Regions from separate parts of the Mus musculus genome. Here region 1 is linked to region 2. The links are chromatin contacts, called in public HiChIP or PLAC-seq maps. All regions are on one chromosome and are shown on one strand. Each heading gives the region's core, a stretch centred on a gene start, on an enhancer-like site or on the middle of the called end of the contact. The rest is flanking DNA. Distances are from core to core; before and after follow the strand shown.

Region 1 (6,052 bases), core at 564-3,063, 1.0 Mb after region 2:
TGTGACCTTGTACAGGTCTCACTGTTAGACTCTGTTCAGCGTCTCACCTTACGGCCTCTACTGGAACTTAGCCCCAGGTCATCTGTTCTCAACAGGGAAAGCAGCAGGGTGGGTGGGCCTGGAGATACAGAATGGAGACTTGAGACTCCCACACAACAGGGAGTCCCCTTTAAAGGATGCAGTCCCAGAGCATCCACGGAGTCAACATTTGCCTTGAGGACATCCTCCTCCACAACAGAGGAGGGCATCAGCCTGGGGTTAGAAAGGGACTACAGATTTGCACCAGAAATTCCATGACAATTGAAAGAGAGAACATTTCAAAATGCCTTAGGGACACACAGGCTCCTACAGCCTCCTTCTGCCTGCCAGGACCTCAGTCTCCAGCCAGGATCCCAACCTTCTCTCCTGTCACCAGCTGATGTCCCCACTCTAGCCAGACAGAGGCTGCCTTTCTCGGGATAGTTACCCCTGATGAAGAAGGCAAGGAACAAGTCCTTGGAGCCCAGGGGACCTCAAGGTGACCTCTCCTCTCCCCAGAACATAGCCATCCGACAGGTAGAGTCCTGTGATAAGGAATCTGCCAACCTAGGTCTGCCCCAGTGTCTGGCAAGGTGTGTCAAGGAAAAATCCCGAGGCACCCTTCCCCCAGCCAGGGCTTAGGAAGGAAGTCACTCTGGGCTACAGTGACAGGGTCACCTCCAGACATGACAGAAATCCAGGGGCAGGCGCTCACCTTTCTGTTCCCCAATGTCCCTTCTCCTACAGAAAAGACTCAGAGTGGGAGGGCCTGTGACTGGAGCATAGGAATAAGTAGGAAAGGGGAAGGCACGGAAAGACAAGTGAGCTGCCTAGCTAGGAAGGGACTCTTCCAGACACAGTCATGATAAAAACAAATGGCCAGGATTGACTGCTTCCCTGGGCCCAGCACCCCAGTTCATTCCCTTGGGCATCACGCTGAGCTCAACCCCTCAAGCATTCTAAGAGGATTCACAGATCTAGTTTGGCATAGGGAGGGGGCCCAGTGAGCTTTCCTTTGTAGGAACTTGTTTGAGGGGGTCCCCACAGAGTCCATCTGTCACTTTCTCCAGCTCCTCAGCTGTACAAGATCCCTAGATTCCTCCAATGCCTGGATGATCTCATTCCTTCCCCAGCCCAGGTTTAGGAATTGTCTGTGTAACCATCTCTCTCTCTCTCTCTCTCTCTCTCTCTCTCTCCAACCCTCTTAAGTCCTAAAGAGCCCACCTCTAGCTCTTCAGGATGCCCTCCCCCTTTTATCCACAGTGAGAGTCACCTTCCTGTTCCTCGGTACTGTCACTCGGCACCTGAAATCCCTCCAGTGGAGGGGCTCACACTGTGATAGGGCAGGGCTCAATACACAACGATGACCGACAGCCGCAGAACACTTGACCCACCAGGGCTGTGTGTTTAACTAGGGATCAATTCATCTCATCTCTGATTCCTCTCTCAATCTTGCTCCCTTTTGTTGTGTGTGTGGTGCCTACGGAGTCAGAAGAGGCTGTCAGATTCCCTGGAACTGGAGTTAGGGATGGGTGTAAGCCACCATGTGGATGCTGGGAATTGAGCTCCAGTCCTCTGCAACTGCTCTGAACCCTGAAGCCATCCCTCCAGCCTTCTGAAAACTCTCTCACCTTCCCACCCAACCCAACATCAGAAGGCTCTCTTAGCACTCTGAGAACCCCCACCAAGCCCTACTACAAAAGGTTGAGGTTTCCTCACCGTGATCTCACACCCTTTTCCCTTCCAAGGCCTGAGGTTAGCTGAGATCGAAGGGACTCTCCCTGCTATGCCCAGCCCTATCTGAAAACAGAAAGTATGAGGAAGGTGCCTCTTCTTCAGGAGCCAGGGATGCCCCTGAGCCTTCACTAGCAACTCTGTCTGCCACCTTGCTGGACCAGCTGGGGCCAGGGAAGGAGGCAGAACATAGGCAGAGTCCTCAAGATGAGAAACAGAATCCGAAAGTCTTGTCTGAGCAGAGCTCATCAGAGAGCCCGGGTCAGTGTTGTCCCTGGGAGTCCAGTACCCTCTTCCTTCATACGCATTTGAATAGTCAGCAGAGGCCTGGTTCACACAGATCTGCAGTTCTTCATGACTCAGTTCTTTCATTCACAAATTACGAGAATTAATTGAGCCAGCACCATCCTCAAGTCCCCTTCTAGCCAGAAAGCCCTGACTTGGTCCACCTGCTGGTTTCTCCTTTTTATAAACAGGTTTGTGGAAAGCCCTGGTTCCCTGCAACAACCTGGTCCTGGAATAGGAGAGGAGGATACGGGAAAGTGGCAGGCTGGAGTTACCAAATGCAAAGGGACTTTTTCCTTCTGTTAGCCTGTGTCACTGGGGACTCCCAGAGTTCAGGCTGCAGGGAAGCCTTGCCCAGAGAGGCAAAGACCATGCTGAGTCACCCATCCAGTGCCTTCTAAAGGGCTGGCAACCCTGTCCCTTTCCTCCCTCATTTTCCTGGACAGGCAGCCAGGAATGGCAGAAGCCCACTTCAGTAGCTACAGAGTAGCCATGAAGGAGAGCTGAGAGGAAGAATAGTCCCCCTCGGCAGGGGGAGTGGGAAAGGTTTCTGGATAGGGGTTGGGGAGGAACTCAAGCCGGTCTCAAGGACAGGCAGCAATGAGTCAGAGCACCTGGGGTGAGGAGGAACTCTGGAGAGAGACCCAAGCCTGTCTGGGGTGAACAACCTGCCTGCATGGGGCAGAGGGACCAGCTAACCGGATCATCCAACACAAGGCCAAAGCGAGGAGCCTGGGCTTGGTCCTCCCAGAAATGATGACTGGGGCTTCCGAGCAGGACATAAGTACCGCGTGGAAGGGGAGAGCTGGTGGCCAAGAAGTCACCTAAGAATGTTGCTTTCGTGAAGTGAGACCGGGAGGGTGGGGGCAGGGTGAAGTCAATTGCACCAGCAGGAAAAGAAAAAGAAAAAAAAAAAAAAAGGACGGAAGTAGCAATAGGACTGGTGAACAAACTGAATGTGGAGGCTGGGGGATGGAGACGAGTGGCAGGAAAGGAGTGACAGAGCAAACAGGCATCTGGAATAGTAGCATGGGATATCCCAGTCTCAAAGTGTGCTAGCAGAACAGGGAGCCTTTAAAATAGCCTGGGACAACCCTTCAGCCCACCACATCCTACAGGCTGGCACAGGAGCAAGATCTCCTCCCGTTCTTCTAAGTGGCTCTGCTTTTTGTCAATCAGCTCACCTTGAAACATTTGGCCAGTTCTTTTGGTCCATTCGGTGGTCTGGGACACACTCCACACACTGCAAGCATCCCTGAAGCCAGGCCTGGCACTATGGGTTCCTCTGGGGCATCAGACTCCTCACCCCCTGCTCCCAGTGAGCCTGCCAAGCAAGCCAGCTAGAAAGCCAGCCCCTGGCAGACCCCCAGGGAAGTTGGAAGGAAGAATGAAGTCATGGTGCTCCATGGAGCATGAAGACTGGATGCTGGAGAATCATATCCCACAAGGAAGAAAGCATCCTCCCATCTTAATAATCACTGCCATTGCCACCTGCTGGGAACCTAGGAAACACATGTGTGTCACACATGAGCTCGCTTAATCCTCACAACAACTGTCGGGACTGTTATTATCCCCACTTATGGGATGAAGAAGCTGCACCTGTGAACCCAGGTCACTCTAAAGCTTAGGATGTTTTCTTGAAACCACATCCGAGTTTCTCCCACTACACGTCTCACATACCACGGCCCTTACTCATTTCTGCCCAGGTCTCCTCCAAAACTCCATTGGTTGATTCACTCAACAAGCATTTGCTAGGTACAAAATACCAGGCAAGGAGCTGGGCAGGGGCTCTGTGGGTAGGTTCATCCACACACCTTACCCTCTGGTGGGTATCATCGTGGGGTTTTACTAACAGGCCAACCTGGACGTTCCAAAGGAAGGCTTTCTCTGCCCACAGACCAAAGGGTTGGGTACACCAATCAATTGGAACACAACTTCCTTAACCAAGACACTCATGTTGTTGTCCCTCTACTCCTTTTTCTTAATTCCTTCTTGACCATCACACATATGTCCCTGTGAAGTAAGGAGCCCACCCCACTGTGCTGATGAGGGGCTGGAGGCTCAGAGACACAATGCCACCCCTTCCTTTCTTCTTTCCAAAATAGCCAGAACCCAGTCTCTGGATTTTCAGCTCTTTCTAGTGTTCTCTTCCATAAAGGCAAATGCACTAACCCACTCCGTGAGGCCTTCACCTAGAAAGTCTGGCAGGGTGGGTCCCTCTGGGGTTACACATCTTCAACACTATCCTCTCAAGTGGGGGGCCTCCCTCAAACCACCGCGTCTACCTCCTCCCCTGAGGGCCTCCACACAGCTTTAACAATTCTCACAGGGAACTCCTCTGGGCCCCAAGGGCCCTTGGCACCAAGATCTGCCCTGCTCAGCTCCTGGAACATCAGTGAAATTGCGCAAAGAGTGAGGAGGAGAGAAGCACCCATACACAAGGGTGGGGGAGAGGCTGGGCACAGGAAGCTGTGGGAGAGAGCCAAAGCCGACCATGCAGACTTCCCCAAGCACACCATTGTCCTTCCTGGGGAAACCTGTTGGTGAAGTCGTAGGCAGACAGTCTTATCCAACAGAGGTCCTCCTGAGGTCACATTGGCCATCCCCCTGCCTCTAGGCAGGCTGTTGTCCCATTTGTTCTAAGCTAACTGGCTGAATGATACGAGCCCTTCTGGCAGGGAAACAGAGGCCTGGGGGCAAGAAGCAGTCTGTGGAGCCATCCTGGGCTGAGGGGAATAGGGGTAACGTATTGGAAACCAGCTGTGACTTTTGTCCTTGTACTCCCACCTTCTCTCTGCCTGGTGTTCAGCGGGAGTGACAGTGATGTCACAGGTGTGGAGTGCCAGCCACGTGCTGGGTGCCAAGCAAAACAGCCAGGGCGAGTGTGTGTATCATCAGTACCTGAGAAGGAAGGCCATCGAAAGAAGTGAGTCTGGCGGAAAGACTTGACAGAGGAAGGGAGGCACCTTGCTAAATAGGGGCGGGAAGACGGGAATAAATCTCTGTTGCAGTGAGGACCGGAGAGAGGAGGCCCCAGCTGGCCCTGAGAAGGGATGCCCCTCACCTTTCCACACTCTGCTTCTCCCAAAGCTTGTCAATGTCCCAGACATGAACCAGCCCAGGCCCCGCTACGTGGTAGACAGAGCTGCGTACTCCCTCTCCCTCTTCGATGATGAGTTTGAGAAGAAGGACCGTGCCTACCCGGTGGGAGAGAAGCTTCGCAACACTTTCAGGTAATGTGGCTCCTGGACCAGCCCCCAGGGGGTTAGGAAAGCCCTGGGGGAGGGGAGATTCTGAACCCTGAAGATTAGACCCTTAGGGAGGATGGAGAGGGGAACTAGAAGGGCTAGCTGTTTCAGAGCGTTGTAAGGTGTCTCTACCCCCTGCCCTGGGTTCCCTGAAGTCCTAGTCCTCCCACACCTCTCTTGGGTCCTCAAATGACCTGTGGTTGGATGTACTACAACATGGAGTGGAAATGGGCATGTGAGCTTCTCCTCCGTGCCCCGTGCCTTGTGTGTCATGTGTCAAAGGTTACCCCATCTTCCCACGCCTCATTCTCTCTTGCATAGCCCTTCTTCCATCTGGTTCAAAGAATTCCTAGAGGAGGTCCTAAATTCCTAGGCTGTACTGAAAGGGACTTCACTAGCCTTCAGGGTCTTCCCACTCTCAGGTCCCTGGGCTCTGGTGGTAGGTTGTGCAACCCATCAGCCAAAGGAAAGGGCTGTACACAGTGGCCCATACACATACCCCAGAACCCTGGGCCACAGGCTCCATCCTCCCTGTCCTCAGACTTCTGGCAAGCCTCACATTCCCTCGCTCCCTTGGGGAAACAGCTGATTCAGTTACTTGGATTGAGGTCACTGGCAGCAGCTGAAGTGGAGCCACAGGTGGAACTGGTTGAGGCCGGGGAATCACCCACTGGAGTCTTTACTAAAAATCCTAGTTCAGCCCTGCCTCTCCTGGGAGGCTCCACCTCTGCTCAGTGACACTCAAGAGCTGTGTGCCCAGTGTCTGA
Region 2 (6,311 bases), core at 912-3,411:
GTCAGTCAGGTTGCTACTCCGTTGTGCCACCGCTGCATCCCTAGTCAATGTTCTTGCACACAGCACTTCAGACATCCATTGTCACTATAATAAGAGACTCAGCCTTAGAACCTTCCGAATCTAAACCATCATCCAAAGCACCGAGTGAACTATTGGGAGTAATATGTGATGCCGTTGGTTCTCTTTTCTTTAACAAGGGGTGTCTATTGTAACTCTTAGTAACTCAGAACTATTCTTCCTCCAAATCCCCCAACAAGTTCTATACATCTTGAGTGACTTGGGTAAGTCTTGTGGCCTTAATGACCAAGTGTAGCCAGACATGGCTCTAATTTCCTTTCAGTAGTGTATGCTATGATAGCTGTGTGCCAGTGGTTATGGAGAGGCCCAAGAAGAGCAGGTAAGCGACTGCTGTGTAACGATGCTCTTTAGGTCCTCCGATCATCTCTGCTTTGTGTCCTTAGAGACCCATTGCTGTCAAAGATCAAAACTAACAACAATGAGACAGTTAGGATTAAGGGCTATGCATGACTCCACCCCATCATGGTATGTGGGGTGTGGGTGTGGCAGTTTCTGTGTACACTCTTTACACACCCCCACATACTCACACACCCAAATGTCTGCTACCTGTTTCCCAGTCCCAGGTGAAGACCTGATCTCTCAGAGCTGGTGGGGACTCCCACATTGGCCAAGCTCCATTATTACAGCCTCTCAAAACACAGAAGGCCAATTCTAGATGACTGACTTGGCTCACTCTATTAGGTGCTATTTTCTATGTGTATTTCAAGACACAAGTTGATTCCCTACTCATTACATGATTAAGAGAGAACCCTGAATAAAACCTCAGTTGGTACTGAGGCTTCCTGAGAGTCTAGGAGCAACACAAGGGTAGCCTTGTGTTGGTCAGAAGTGCCACAGGCTACATCTCCATCCATAAGAAAGGAAAGATCTCAGTCCTCCAAGCAAGCCACTTACAGCCCGCACCTGCCTCTCTGTACCTTCACCACAGTGTCTTGCTCATTTCCCCATCCCCTAAAGGGCATCTTTACACAGCAGTGTGAATGACTCCTTCCTGCTGTAGCTGAAGATCCACGTTTCCCATATGCTTGTCCTCCTGAGAATAATCTACTTTAAAAAGCTGAGGAGAGCAGAAAGCAAATGTTCACCACATCAGCATGAGGATATGAGTTCAGTCCCCTTCAAACACATTTTTTAAAAATGCAAAAATGAGCCGGGCGTGGTGGTGCATGCCTTTGATCCCAGCACTCAGGAGGCAGAGGCAGGCAGATTTCTGAGTTCGAGGCCAGCCTAGTCTACAAAGTAAGTTCCAGGACAGCCAGGGCTATACAGAGAAACCCTGTCTTGAAAAACCAAAAAAAAAAAAAAAAAATGCAAAAATGAAAAATAAACTAGGCGTAGTAACACATGCTTATAATCTCAGCTTTGGGAAGACAGAGACAGAGGACAATTTCTGGAGCTTTCTGGGTGATGCTGTCTCAAAAACCAAGATGGAATCCTCCATGTGGACATTCATTCATTCATTCATTCATGTTCTCCCTCCCTTCCTCTCTCCCTCCCTCCCTTCCTTCCCTCCCCCTCTCTCTCCATGCACACACACATACACAAGAAGGAAAAAGAGAATGTTTTTTTAGGATTCAAGAATATCAATCTAAACTTATCCATCTTCATTTTAAAAAGGGGCAGAAAGGTTCAGTGAGGACATCATCTCCCCAAAAGTGATATCACATGCAACCATTCTGACGGGTCTATCTTCTTGTACCCAGTTAGGTGCTCCTTAAGTCGTCTTGCACTGGTGGAGTGCGAGGTGGGTGTGGGTTAAGAGCTGTTATCTCTTGTCAAGAGCTTTTGTGTAAAGGTCTGCAAAACCATGTATGATTTTAAAGGCCAGAGTGTTCTACTCTCTCTTGGGTCTTAGATGTCTGTGCTATCCCAGCAGAGTCTTGCTGCTGCTGCTGCATGCAAGCCATCTTCCAAATATAGAGGTAGGCTTCCCCCAAGCCTGGCCCAGTGGGACACGTGCCTGTAGATGTATGGATAGCTGCCTCCCTGAGTCACCACTTCTGTGCTACCCTAGGAGCGCAGCACTGAGATTGCAGAGTGGTGAGGCAGACATACACGCCATCTTACAGTGAAGTCCAGACAGGCCCGCTCACCTCTGTGCTTCCCCTCAGAGGAAGCATAGTTTGGCAAAAGCCATCCTATGACCTGTGTGTGAGTAACGGTGCAAACATTGCTGTGTGTTCTGTGGGAAGAGAGGCAGGTTAAAGAGGGAGAGTACAGGTTCTCTCATTCATGTGCTGAATCTGACCTGAAAATGAAGAATGAAGGGACACAGGCGCGAGCAAGGTGTCCTCTCCTCTCTATGACTTTCGTGGTTGTCAGTGTGAGCAGAAGAGTATGCCATCAGTATGCCATCAGTATGTGAGGTTTCAATCTCCTAGGTCCAGGATAGACAGGATTTCTCCTGTCCTTCTCCATCAGATTCTATGCAGGATTGCAGATGTAATGCTGCTCTGAAATTTCTGTGTTGTGGGTGACTATGGGGCATAGCAACGCATTCTCAAATCTAAAACTCATTATAGACAAATCAAGCAATCTGTGGGTTTCACCGCTGACTCTTAAAAGTTTTCATGAGTGAAATGAGGGTAGTACTACTAGTAGTTTAAGATTGTGAGGATGAATAAGGGATATTAAACACATAGGGGACAGTCATAGGCACACTGTAGCAACTCAGTAAATTACAGTGTATCCTTTTAACTCTAAATCCCTCTCTCTCATGGAGTATATGCAAAGTTGGAAGCCAAGTTCTCAGGAAACTAAATTCTTCAAGGAAACGTGAAACCTATGAAGTCCAAAGTAGTCCAGTCTTTGGCTCACCCACCAGTCCACACAACAGCACCCACATTTTGCTTCCTGTAGTTGGAAAAGGAAAGGATCCAACAGCACCCACATTTTGCTTCCTGCAGTTGGAAAAGGAAAGGATCCGCCTGAATCTGATGTTTATGTCTTATTGAGACTAAGCCTGATTCTTCCTTGTGGGGAGCCACCCTCACATTCGCTGTTGCAAGATGGCGCTGACATCCTGTGTTCTAAGTGGTAAACAAATAATCTGCGCATGTGCCAAGGGTAGTTTTCCACTACATGTGCTCTGCCTTCCCCGTGACGACAACTCGGCCGATGGGCTGCAGCCAATCAGGGAGTAATATGTCCTAGGCGGAGAATAATTCTCCTTAAAAAGGGACGGGGTTTCGCCATTCTCTTTTTTTGCTCTCTTGCTCTGGCTCTTGCTTCTTGCTCCTGAAGATGTAAGCAATAAAGCTCTTGCACTCTTGCGCTCTTGCGCTCTGGCTCCTAAAGATGTAAGCAATAGAGCTCTTGCGCTCTTGCACTCTTGCTCCTGAAGATGTAAGCAATAAAGTTTTGCCGCAGAAGATTCTGGTTTGCTGCGTCTTTCCTGGCCGGTCGAGAACGCGTGTAAGACTTCCTGCTTCTGAATATTCAAAACCAACTTCCTTGATTGTCAATCTTATATGGTCAGGGACCAGACTGTCAGCTTCTTCATCTTCCTACTAACTTACCCACAAGGAAGGACGTGTACCCAAATCAAGAGATAAAAGCTAAAAATGTTTCAAGATTCCTAGAACACCTTGTAAAACTAAGATTGGCATCTCTCTGGCATGGATCAGCTGTTAGTGTGGAAGAGTCAAGAGGGGCTTGTGATGGGCTCTCTCATCCCTCCTGGTGTCAGGATTCTAGGGATTACAGGAGCCATCATCACCATCATGGTCATTACTGGCACCGAGCACACACACGTGAGTTAAAGACAGGAAGCATTCTAGACTGTCATTCTCTTGCCTGTTCCCTAGCAGGATTTTCATCTTTGTTGATCATCTGCCAAGGATGAAGAGTTCAAAATAGTCTAAAATATAATGACATCCTGGGAAAGCCCTGGACCAGTGAATTTCAATCTTGCTCATAAAATGAGGTAGGAGATGTAGTCAGGTCTATTACAGCACTGATGTGCTTGTCTGCTTTTTCACACCACCAATCTGCCTCAGTCCATGCCTACCCAAGAACCAGGAGGATATTTGCCCCATTGCACTAGTTTTCACTGTAATAAAGAGGGACACATGTATTTGTATATAAGTCAATGCAAAAGTCAGGCAGGGAAGCCATGGAAATAGGGAGAGTGGAAATGGACAGAAGGGAATACTCTGTATACCTTTGTACATAGTTCAAACTTAAAAGCCTTGGTGACATTTCACACAAGCTTCAAATGCTAAACAAGCAAGAAAACCAACACCCATAGTGTAGGGAGAGGGAGGGGGGACTCTAAAATGGACTACAAATAGAAGACATTGGTGTAACTGTGCTAGAAATCATGTCAAGGGACAGAGGAAAGGAAGGAAATTAAAATAAGAAGAGTAAAAACACCCTGCAAACATGAGGATCTGAGTTTAAATCCCCAACACACAGACACACACACACAGACACACAGAGCATGCATTCACACACATACACATGAGTGTACACACACATAAACACACAAGCACATACGCATATGAGCACATTCACACATATATACATGAATGTACTCATACATGAGCACATACACATGAGCTCTTACATACATGAACATGCATACACACATGAGTATACACATACAGGAACACATACACAAGCACACAGGAACACACACACATAGACACAAACATGTATGCACACATGAACACATACACAAGTGTACAACACACATATATCTGAGTGCGCGTGGACACACACACACACATGAGCATACACACATGCACACCATAATTTGACAGTGCTTTTTTTTTTCAAAATAGGCAGATACTATTTCATAAGTGTGTGTATCACCCTTGTGGGTTAAAGAATTTGAAAGTACATTATGTGTACTACAGCAATGAGTAGGTGACTATGTTATGAATAAAGAAGACAAACATTATTGCTGGGAAAAGGAGCTATAAAATAAAGGCTAGAATGAACCCTGTAAGCTGGTTTGGAATTGGAGGAATCTAGTAACTTGTGGGTAGATGGAAGATAGATTGAAGACAAACAGACAGACAAATGATAGATAATCATAGACAGAGACATAGGTATACATTTACTTGGACATCTTTCCTATCTCTCTCCCTGAAATAATCTGGGAACAAAAGGATCCCTATAGCCATGAGCATATCTAACACCCAAACTGTGAGTTCTCAACACCATTCCCTACCAGAAGAAGAGAACTCTTTGTAGAGTTCTACATAAGTGCAGAAAGAAGATACAATGGGCTTCAAATGTCTTCCTTGTACTACCAAAAAACCAAAGATCTATTCAAGCAATGACAGTGGCACCTTGGAAGAATGTCAGCAGAACACAAAGTTCTCTTAGCTAAACACAAAAATGTTGAGCAACAAATAAATGGATTGTACTCCTTGGAATAAAAGAAAACACCAATGGTCCTATACTGATATAAATAACTAGATTAATTAATACTAAATCCTGAAAAAGATACATGCTACAATTCTGATAAATAAAAGCAAGATGATTGCCAGCAATAAAGAGCATCATTCAGAAAACTGTAGGATTTTCAATGTGCACTGAAACTCACAGAGGAAATACAATAAGATATTGGCATAACCTCAGTATATGTCTCAACAAAACAACAACAGAACACCTTACAAACCCAGCATAGTGGTGCACACCTTTAATCCTAGCACTCTGCAGGCAGAAGCAGGCAGATCTCTGTGAGTTTGGGATTAGCCTGGTCTACACAGCAAGTTACAGGCCAACCAGAGCTACCTAGTGAGACCCTGTCTTAAAAACAAACAAATGAAAGATATACTGAAGGAAAATAGTATCTTTGCAAAGAAATGCTTAGCAGATATGTTCAATGATCAACAAAATTTAAGATTTTTGTTATTCTTGCCAAAATAAATAAATAAATAAACAAATAAATAAATAAATAAATCACCTTAAGCATGAGAACACATCAAATACAGAGTGGGAGACAGTCCATCAAAGCATTAGCCAGTATTATTCTTCATAGACTTCAAGGTCTTGAAAAACAAAGTCTTAAGAAATCATCACATATTGAAAGAGACACGAGAGATAACACACGGAGGCCATATGTAACCGTGGGCTGAATCTTTTGTATATTTTGAATATCAATGTTTTGGCTTCTACAACCTTTTATAAATTCAATATTATTGCAAAATAATTTAAAGTTTCAAGATAGAAAGCTGAATTCATCATGACCAACTTTCCCACTACTCTTAGGATAGAGACCA

Evidence for each region. HiChIP or PLAC-seq counts read pairs in DNA pulled down with a chosen protein or histone mark.
Region 1: a contact with region 2 is called in a FOXA1 HiChIP or PLAC-seq map of pancreatic cancer cells. The contact joins two enhancer-like sites.

What each region holds. Positions count from the first base shown.
Region 1 is chr1:131,745,453-131,751,504 of GRCm38.p6, forward strand. Slc26a9 (solute carrier family 26, member 9) reads left to right here. Exons shown (of 21, transcript NM_177243.4): 2 at 5,128-5,270. The coding sequence starts at 5,146. Among named protein-coding and RNA genes, the nearest start is that of Slc26a9, 4.5 kb to the left of the region's middle. Within about 2 kb of position 1,814, at least 41 of the 459 cell types and tissues checked have an H3K27ac peak or open chromatin away from gene starts, as enhancers often do. A contact at or near this core is called in pancreatic cancer cells, where this site is marked.
Region 2 is chr1:130,745,205-130,751,515 of GRCm38.p6, forward strand. No RefSeq gene overlaps it. Among named protein-coding and RNA genes, the nearest start is that of Gm28857, 7.1 kb to the left of the region's middle. Within about 2 kb of position 2,162, at least 7 of the 459 cell types and tissues checked have an H3K27ac peak or open chromatin away from gene starts, as enhancers often do. A contact at or near this core is called in pancreatic cancer cells, where this site is marked.